Regions from separate parts of the Gasterosteus aculeatus genome. Here region 2 is linked to region 1. A link is a contact called in public Hi-C data. All regions are on one chromosome and are shown on one strand. The core of a region is the stretch at or near the end of the contact, and the rest is flanking DNA. Distances in the headings are between cores, read along the strand shown. Region 1 overlaps LOC120810476. Region 2 holds the start of sqlea (squalene epoxidase a).

Region 1 (4,632 bases), core at 1,189-3,688:
TTGCAAGGTGTGTGTGTGTGTGTGCGTGGTTAAGAGCATTATCCTGACCTGACGCTGGATGACGTCCTCGGAAACATTTAGCTCTGTAAGGGTCGGTTGGATCACCCCGAGGATGAGAAGCATGCGGCTCAGCCCCGTAGCTGCTGAGAACTGCCTGGCTTGGAGGGAGGGCAACAGCTTACCATACCTGAACACACACACACACACACACACACACACACACACACACACACACACACACACACACACACACACACACACACACACACACACACACACACACACACACACACACACACACACACACACACACACACACACACACACTGTTAGCAGGAGGGAAACAAAAGTCCAATTTAACTGCACTCGGGTCTTAAAAGCTGCATTTATTGATTTATTGACAAGTTAAAAACTAATCAATAGATTAAAAAAAAAAGAATAAAATCGCACATTTTGAAATTCGTTAATCTCGATTAATGATGATGTCGGTACAATGTTGTTTTTAATGGATATTTAATAAGTAATAACTTTCAAAAACATGTATTTTAGACACTGTTGTTTAATTGTCAATGTTATTTAAAACACAAAACTACACACATTTGATCATCTTGGAGGCAGAATTCCACCGAGTGGAACATGTTGAACCAGCAACTCCTGGCCTAGCTTAGCCTAGCAGTTAGCTTAGCCTAGCAGTTAGCTTAGCCTAGCAGCTAGCTTAGCCTAGGCTGCTTGCTTTGTGCGGTTGAGTTGGTACAAACCATCGTGGTTAATGGGACACAAAGCTATACGTTTGCTTAGTTTTCCTCACTTTTAATGGTAAAAAAGATTGAGGAATTTGTTAGAGACAATCTTACTTGCAGAAACACGTTAAGTAAAATGAAGAGGACAATAAAATTGTCAGGACGTCTACGGCAATGAAATTAACCCTTTACGTGCTTAGAAACTGACAAATATATTTTTTATTATTATAACAAACATACATTTTTCAGAGTACCAGACAATTGTGCAGAAACTTATAATATGATATTATAATATGTAACATGTTGATATGATCCTGAACACGACGTAGACCTTTTACGCGGCGATGCGATCCGTTGCGTAGAGCTGCTGCCTGCTGGACCCTTTAACTTTGGCATGATTAGCAGAGTCATGCTAGAGATATCTAGCAGAGTAACAACAAATAAGCACATTTAGGTCTCAGCAAATGCTCGTAGCGAGCTGTGTTTGTTGGTGGCACAAGAAGTCAAGTCCATCAAGCTTATTTGAAACAGCCGCCTGCTACTGCAGAACGAGAGGTGGAGAGAGATATTGGGCCGTGAATCCAAAACTAAATTCTAAAAGTGTGTCTCAATCGCAGCCCTTAAAGTACTTGGATCTTTAACCCCAAGATCAAGTGGGCCTTAGTTGGTGCCGGATGGCTCCGTTCACTGTACAGCGGCTCATGCATACGAGTCATACAATTCCTCCAGCGTTTATTTTTTTCTTTTACCCCCAAAAATCGAAAACTTTCTTCTGGAAAACATTTGCCTGGGGAATGAGAAATACTTGGCAGATGAGAGAAGAGGAGCTGTGGGATTTTGTAACTCAGGAGGCCCAATCGGTCTCGGCTCACTGGTGCTCTGAATTGGCCGGTCTCAGCCTGTGGAGCCCAATCAATAGTGCCGTGCGTCTGCTGCCGTCACCGCCGCCATTTTCCGCGCCGAGCTGCGCCGCCGGCCCCCCACACGCAGCCGACACACTGTAGATCTGCACCCCCTCCCCCCGCACCAGGAAACACTCCCCCCCCGTCTTAAGTCTTACTCCTGGTCTGTGCCGGACTTCTAGCAGTGTTCCTCTAAAACACCTCTAGAAAATATCCAAACGTCCCTGCTGCAGCACTGCAGTTAATGCCGGTTTATTTGTTGATCATTTTACCAGTTTAATCTATCCAGTCTGTAAATGTCCACTGAGCGGTGGGCATTTGGGACTGTAACAGCGATTGGATGGGTCGCTACCTTTGCAGATTGCTTTCCTTTCATGCCTGCATTTAACAGGGAGTGGATGTATCGACAGATAGGAGAGCAGGACGTGAGGAGCTTGGATGTTGTGGTTATGTTGTAAATATTGGACTAGCGGAGCGACACAACTGTGCAAGGGAGCTTTTATCAAACTGATGTATTCCTCGTTCAACTGACAATTCAGTATAGAAATACCAATACTTCAGTTGCTACAGTGGCTTTTTGTCACGGCACGAGGCCGTAGCGAAATATTCTTCATTTTACAACGGGCAGCTTCACCGCGCTCGCGCCGATCGTATCAGACCTCCATCGTAAGCGCCGCAATCCTCCGCTGTAAAAGAACCCATTTCCCCCGCTGTTGATATGACGTGCTGCCGCCTGAAGAACCGAAGCAGAGCACGTCGGCCCCTGGCGGGTCAGACGGAGCCACACGGGGCGGCGGCTGTACGAGAGGCGGACCCCCCTGCGATAGATCCATGCAGGCGGAGGCGTCTGTTCTAACGCTCGGCCTTTGGTCGACAGAGAAAAACTTTTCAAATCACACCTTTGGAGAGTGACATTTTCATCTCCATCTCCATCGCAACGGTTTCCGCCCCCTGAAGTCATTCCTGCACCACAATTTAGAACCGACGCTCCGACCCGCCTCTTAAGGGACTTCTCAGTCTCTGCACATTTTCCACCTGTCACCCCTCCTCCACCTTGATTCCAAAAATAAAAAGGAAGGAAAAAAAAAAAAAAAGAACTACTTCCCTATCAGGCCCCCGCCCCCCCAGTTCGAATCTGGTCAAATCGTTCTCCGGCTCCCGCATTGAACACCATTTCAAGGATTCTCCAGCCACCTGTCCTATTCCCTCCTCTTTTTTTCCATTTTTAATTCTGCCCCGGAGTGAGGATTATGCGAAGCAAGGCATGCGTGTCAAAGGGAAATTTAGTGGGTAAAGACAGCCGAGATTGGCGGGATGAATTAAACAGATAACGGGAGGAGACGAAGTGGGGGGACCATGTAGAGCAAAACGCCTCACCGATGTTGGTCATTTCAGAGGGGCTCTTTTTCTCTCTCTCTCTCTCTCTCTCTCCCCCCCCACAGGAGCACGGAGGCAATATCTAAATTAATAAAGTGATGAAATGAGTTTGTGCCGTGGACTTTCTGCTGTTTGACTTTCCCATCTGGATTAGTTCAGGCTGAATGGACGCTCTGTTACTTTTGTTACAACTGCGCAATTCACTGTCGGAATTTGGCCCTGCAGTGATAAGGCCCCCCCTCCCTCCTCCTCATTACCATCTCATTTCATATGCAGGGCCTCCGTCACCTGAGAGCCCGCTCACACACAAAACACCAACTATTACACGAGCGCCTGCCGACTATTACAATGAGCGCAGGACATTTAAACACGGACTATTACATGAGGCTCAGCTAACTATTACGCCGATAGAACACTAAAAAAGGGTCACTACAAAGAATTCCAGAGGCTATTACGAGAGGGAGGACACGTGGACGTGATGAGGTCCGTGACTCACGCAGGCAAAGAAGTCTAACGGCTAAGGCAGCACCATGTGGTCTAAGGAGGCAGGAGGGTAAAACATGTCACCAATAGATCCCACAGCTGGTCACGAACATGGAGACAGTTGTTCTCATATTACAAGCTCTGATGTGTGTTTAAATATACGTGCAGCGTTATCTCATCGAATGTCTGCTAATGCGCATTTTCATTTACAGTGATGTATCGCCGCATCATAGGAGGAGTAGACCACTAATATGCAATATATTTTACAAAAAAAAACAAACAGAAAATACATTGGATTCAAGCATTGTTATATTTTGAATCAATTTTTATGCACACGGTAAAAAAAACAAAAAACGTAAATTAAAGTAAAATATCTTAATTTAAATAAAGTGCGAAAACCATGCGAGACAGTCATTTTACAGATTTTTCTTGTTTATTTACAAGAGAACACCTTCAATAAAGGGCTATCAAAACGTTTGTGCCGAACTGCACTTAATAAGACAATGAGCAGTTAGAGGTTAGGGATCAATGACCCGTATCAGCAGAGGACCTTCTCTACTCACTATGACACGGAGCTATAAAGGACGTAAGTTATCATTGTTGCTTCTACTTTCTGCCTGGACTATTGCACTGATCAGGTGGAGCCAGAGGAGCAACACCCGTGAAGGTTTCAACATCAAGAGCAATGCAGCTTTTTATTCTTTAAAAGAAAAGACTGCATTACGTTTGATGTAATAAAAAAGGTTTGCTAAATTGAGACGCTGGATTAGATTTTTAATATAAATGTACATATTAATATAAATTTAATAGGAGTTACTTTGAAATTACAAAAAAATTGTTAAACTGTTATTATGGACATACATGTTATATGATGAGCTGGATACTTGTTATTTTACATAACTGTGTACGTCATTTAAAAACACTGTATAAGCAGTAAAACAATGTATATATATAATACAGTATTTCTTCTGTACAAACATGAGAACAGTGATTTCATCATGAGCATAATACTTTATTATTATTTATTTATAGTATTAATATTAATAGTTGGGTTGTTAATAGATAATGTGTGTAATTTTATGGAGTTTTGTATATCTTTTGAAAAAAGAAGAAGGTACAAGTTATTTTCC
Region 2 (4,632 bases), core at 586-3,085, 130 kb after region 1:
AATGGAACATGCATGTTATGTCCCGACTGAGGGATCGGAAGCTGTTCCATCAAATAGTCTCATGTAAGATTCATTTAAGACACATTTTCACAAATTGACAGTTTTGGTACATTTTCAAACTATTGAAGACCATAACATTTTTTTCATCATTTTACTAACGGAACGCATCTGCATGTGGGACATTTTGAAAAGAAAATGATGTATTATTATTACAGCAAATAGCTGTAACAGGAATATTAATGTTGTATTGGAGTTTATTTCATCATTGTGCCTCATGACGCTGTTGAGGTCCAGGTGATGTTTGAGGAAATCATTAAATAGCAATTTGACTGGTTTTGTGAAATAGCCGGAACATATTTCATCTAATATCTGGTCATCTAGTATATATGTGTATACACACACACACACACACACACACACATAGTAGCATAGTGCTCCCAGTGCTCCCATCACCGACCTTCCAGTCCCAGCTCCTTGAGCGCCCTGAACCCTCCAGGCTGCAGCAGCTCCCCCACGATCCTGTCGGGCTCTTTGAGGTCCCTCTCCACCAGCGTCACCCTCCGGCCGTCCCGGGCGAGGACAGCCGCCAGCGCAGAGCCCAGGACCCCCGCCCCGACTATCACCACGTCGGGCTCCGGGGCCGCCGAGGGGCCCCCAGCCGAGGCACCCGGGGAGGTGGAGGACTCTGTATCCACTCTCCTCCTTGATCTGCGGCTCTGGGAGCAACGGATGGGAGAGTCTCTCGTTACAAACAGGGTGAAGTCCGAGCGGAGGAGTAAAAGGCAAACATTGGTCACACTTCATCCAATCACCAGCTACTCTCGCAGTCTTTGGAGATGCAAAGATCTATTAACTTTAAAGCACCTTCGAAATGCAAGAATCAGACTTGGTTTTTTTTCCAGAAATTAAGATCACAGATTTAACATAAATTACTTCAGATAAACGAAACAAAGAAACGACACTCTTTCTGAATCTGCCTTTGTGTTAAACATTATTACTATTTAGTTTTCCTACCTTTTTACAGCTGTTCTCCACCTTCTCGCTCCTTTCAGGTGACGTTTGTGGGATAAAGTGTTTGACACCAGGTAGAAGGGACAAGAGCCCGAGGGGCCAGTGCATCACCTGAGAGAACCTGAGCCTGTAGGTGTGAGAACACCTGACATACGACAGCAGCAGGCCGGCTGCCACAAGTAAGGCTGCGGCCATTACCACCTCTTTGTGAGCGTAACTCAACACTGTGCTGGATTTCTTGTAAAGGTACGTTAAGCTTGCTATTCCTAAGAAGGTCCACATATTTTTGGATTTAAAAAAAAAATCAACTAGATAAATAACCGCACTTGTACTGAGAGACCGATTTTCTTTTTATGCTGACGGAAAACACGCAATTAATAATCACTCTTCATGTTATTTCTCAGGTGCTCCAAAAAAATACAAGCTAGCAAACCCAAAACAAAATGTTTCGCTTGTAACTGATGATAACTTGCTCTCAGGCGGTCGGAGGAGCGCTGGTGAATAATTTATTAGAATGAGGAAGGCGCACTCCGTCTCATTCGGTGGTTTTCCGTCCCGCCTCCTCCACAGTTCAACCCTCGAATCAGAAGTGACGTGGCGGTGAGCAGAGCTCACGCTATCCGCCCATTGGACCGCCGCCGCCGCTCCGGCCCTCCCCTCGGCCGCTGATTGGACGGCCTGCTGGCAGGATGATGTGATGTCAGTGGGAAGGTGCGCGTTGCATTTATTTACCTCACAGAATGGGACGGAGACCGGCTGCAAAGATCGTCTATATTGGACAAGGCAAAACCCCTCTGGCTTTATAAATCGGGACAATTTTTGAGTGTGCCTCTTGAAATAGGATAACAAGCTGTTACCGTGGTAACCAAAGCCGTGATGGACAAATGAAAGCAACATGTAGTCTAGATAGCTCGCAACAATGGATATTTTACTAAACAGTTTTCGTAACAGAGGAAATATCTGCCACGTATACGTATAAATTCTGACAAGTCACTGGGGATGATAATAGTTCCCAGGAAAAGGTGCAGAGTGAGATCTCTTTTTAATGTTTATTCGTAATACAGCTGGAGGATTTGACTAAACGGAGCCAAGAAGGACAATACAAATAGAAATATACTGATGCATGTTGTTCTGGAACGCCAAACGCATAAACTGGATGTAACACAACAATAAACTGTTGGTGAATACAAATAAAATAACTGCTGTTTCTGCCCAGAAGTCAACCCCTACTTAACCTTGACTTAAAAAATGTTATTGAATAAGCAGTGAAACCAAAATGTATTATTGTATCATAACAACACCTGAACTAACACAGCGGGCTCAGAAGTGCAGTGGTGAGACATATTATTTGGTATGAACATAAGCTAAGATAACAGTAAACAAAGTCGACTGGAGAAAATAATTAACCGAATTATAAATAATGTGTCCAAATACACAATATAAGCCTACCTAATACCTAATTACCTAATGGTTTTAATGATAAAATAATATTATCTCTAATTGTGTCGAATCTGGGTTGCTTTGAACACCCGTTGTCCCCCCAGATGTTCATCCGACCAGTAAAACGAGCAGCTGCAGTACGTCGACCTTCCTGTGGGCGGCAGCACAGAGACACTTATACGTACAACTATTCCCTTGTAAATAAAACTATGGTCATTATGAGTCATTATCGCTTCTATTGTGAGGGAGGGATCGGCAGTAGTACGATAGACGTCAGGTATACAGAATGGGAACATTGTAACGTTACATGAATCATAATAGCAATAACAGTAACATAAATAATAGCAGAAGTAACAATAGAATAATATAATAGAAGTGGACACATTAGAATCATCATGCTAGTAGAATTCATCATGGAAAAATGACTGATTAATATAATTGTTTTTTTAATGCGTTACTTCAACAGATACAATCGCTTTTTTATCCGTTATGATTTAACGTTTTATGATACTTTTAGAAATATCTGCACAATACATTTTTTGAAATTCTAGACCACTTTAACATGACACTTCTGATTATCACAGCAGAGACTTTTTGAGGACTTCTGACGTGCCATACTATATATTTTAGACTTTTAAAGACTTAAGAATATTTTGAACCTTTCTCAATGTTTCATACAATAACTTTTCTATGACTCTGTTGACACAGTGATCTCTCTTTGACGTATTATATGACTTTCTTCAGACATGCCAGGAAGGATTTATGGAACAGAAAACCACAAATGTTTTATTGGGATGCAGGGTTGACCCTGAACGACGCCTTTGAGCACATTCACCCAGCAGGAGACGTTTTGTTCTAGAAACCTCCCAGTTCTTTTGTTACGTGCTGCCGGCAATTACAACTGCAACCAGGTCAAGACAATTTAATGAGTCATCACAATAATGTGGGCCAAAAAATACATTTTCATGCCAAGGTTTGGTTTTAATATTCGAGCATCTATACGGGCAATACTATGACTTTGAGACCTATTTTATTGTCATGAAAGTTTGACTTTTTTGTATACTATAGCGTTATTATAGCATCAGCAGTTTCCACTTGAGCTCACTTATTTTGTTGCAAATAAATCTTATTTGATTTGATTGTGAACCTATCGGGTTTAAGTAGAAAATTGTTAAAGCAATTTTGTGTTTAATGAACACACAAAATGTCAAACGCCACATTTCTGTAGCTTTCTCCATCTCTGCATTCAGAAGATTCCCTTAGAGGTCAGAGGTCACTTTCCTGAGAGAAGCAGTGTTGGATTCTACCACAGCAGCATCAGTTTGTAAAGGTTCGGCCGCAGTTAATTATTTTATTCATAGTCCTTACTAATCAATACTCCACAATAGTAAGTTGCTGTAATACCAAATAGTCTGGATAAAGAAAAACTGGCCTTTATTTAGTATTTTTACATATGGCTTTAGTTTTTATTTTATTACAAACAGGTTTTACAAAAAGTTCCAAAGACTTTTAAATAAACCACAGGTGGAGAGTCACGAAGAGGCCGATGACACTGCGACGGTACACGGAGGGTCGGAGGCTCCCACACGGCTCGGGTCACAAAGCACTCAGACGGTAAAAACAGCAGCACATCAGACCAGTAAGAAACCGGCTGGACGGTCAGTTGAAATGTTGCACTTACAGATAAAGCGGAGCAGCCCGGATTCCCTTACCTCCGTCCAAAATGTTCACGAGTCGTCCGCGTCAAGTAACCATTTGATCGCTCAGCTATACTCAACAAACACTTGAGAGCAAAATAAAAAGCAAAAGGCCGAGTGGACACCGTGGCCCGGTGACCCAAAGCATGTTGACCGTTCATTCACGACACAGGAAGCTCCAGGCGTTAGTCACCACAACATCAAGACTTCTAAACAGATCAGTATTCTAATACATGTCTAATTAGTACAATACAGCTCTTTCAGTTATTTGATTCATTGGAATAAGAAGATATAATCAAGAGTATCAAATGCATAATTAAAAATCAATAACACAGCGTTGCATTGGATTGCACCGCATCTAGGTTCAGTTAAACGATCCAAAAAAAGTTGTTTCATTTTCAGGTTTTTTTTTTTTTCAAGGTTGAAGTCCATCATGAGGACCGTAGTTCAAAGTTCTGGTCACAAAAGGTGTTGCATAAACAAG

Evidence for each region. A called contact is a pair of places that touch in the nucleus more often than the background predicts.
Region 2: a Hi-C map of skeletal muscle shows a contact between it and region 1, with 2.6 times the contacts expected there. The contact joins the promoter of sqlea here to the enhancer-like site in region 1. A contact is called at or near these places in 4 of 6 Hi-C or Micro-C datasets (liver, skeletal muscle and tail fin).

The regions. Positions count from the first base shown.
Region 1 is chr20:17,419,758-17,424,389 of fGasAcu3.hap1.1, forward strand. LOC120810476 reads right to left here. Exons shown (of 11, transcript XM_040165038.2): 8 at 49-187. Among protein-coding and RNA genes, the nearest start is that of LOC120810476, 12 kb to the right of the region's middle. Within about 2 kb of position 2,439, at least 1 of the 9 cell types and tissues checked has open chromatin away from gene starts, as enhancers often do.
Region 2 is chr20:17,548,202-17,552,833 of fGasAcu3.hap1.1, forward strand. sqlea (squalene epoxidase a) reads right to left here and starts at 1,836. Exons shown (of 11, transcript XM_040165015.2): 1 at 1,015-1,836; 2 at 458-716. The coding sequence starts at 1,293. LOC120810465 (protein LYRIC) reads right to left here. Exons shown (of 13, transcript XM_040165017.2): 13 at 3,885-4,632.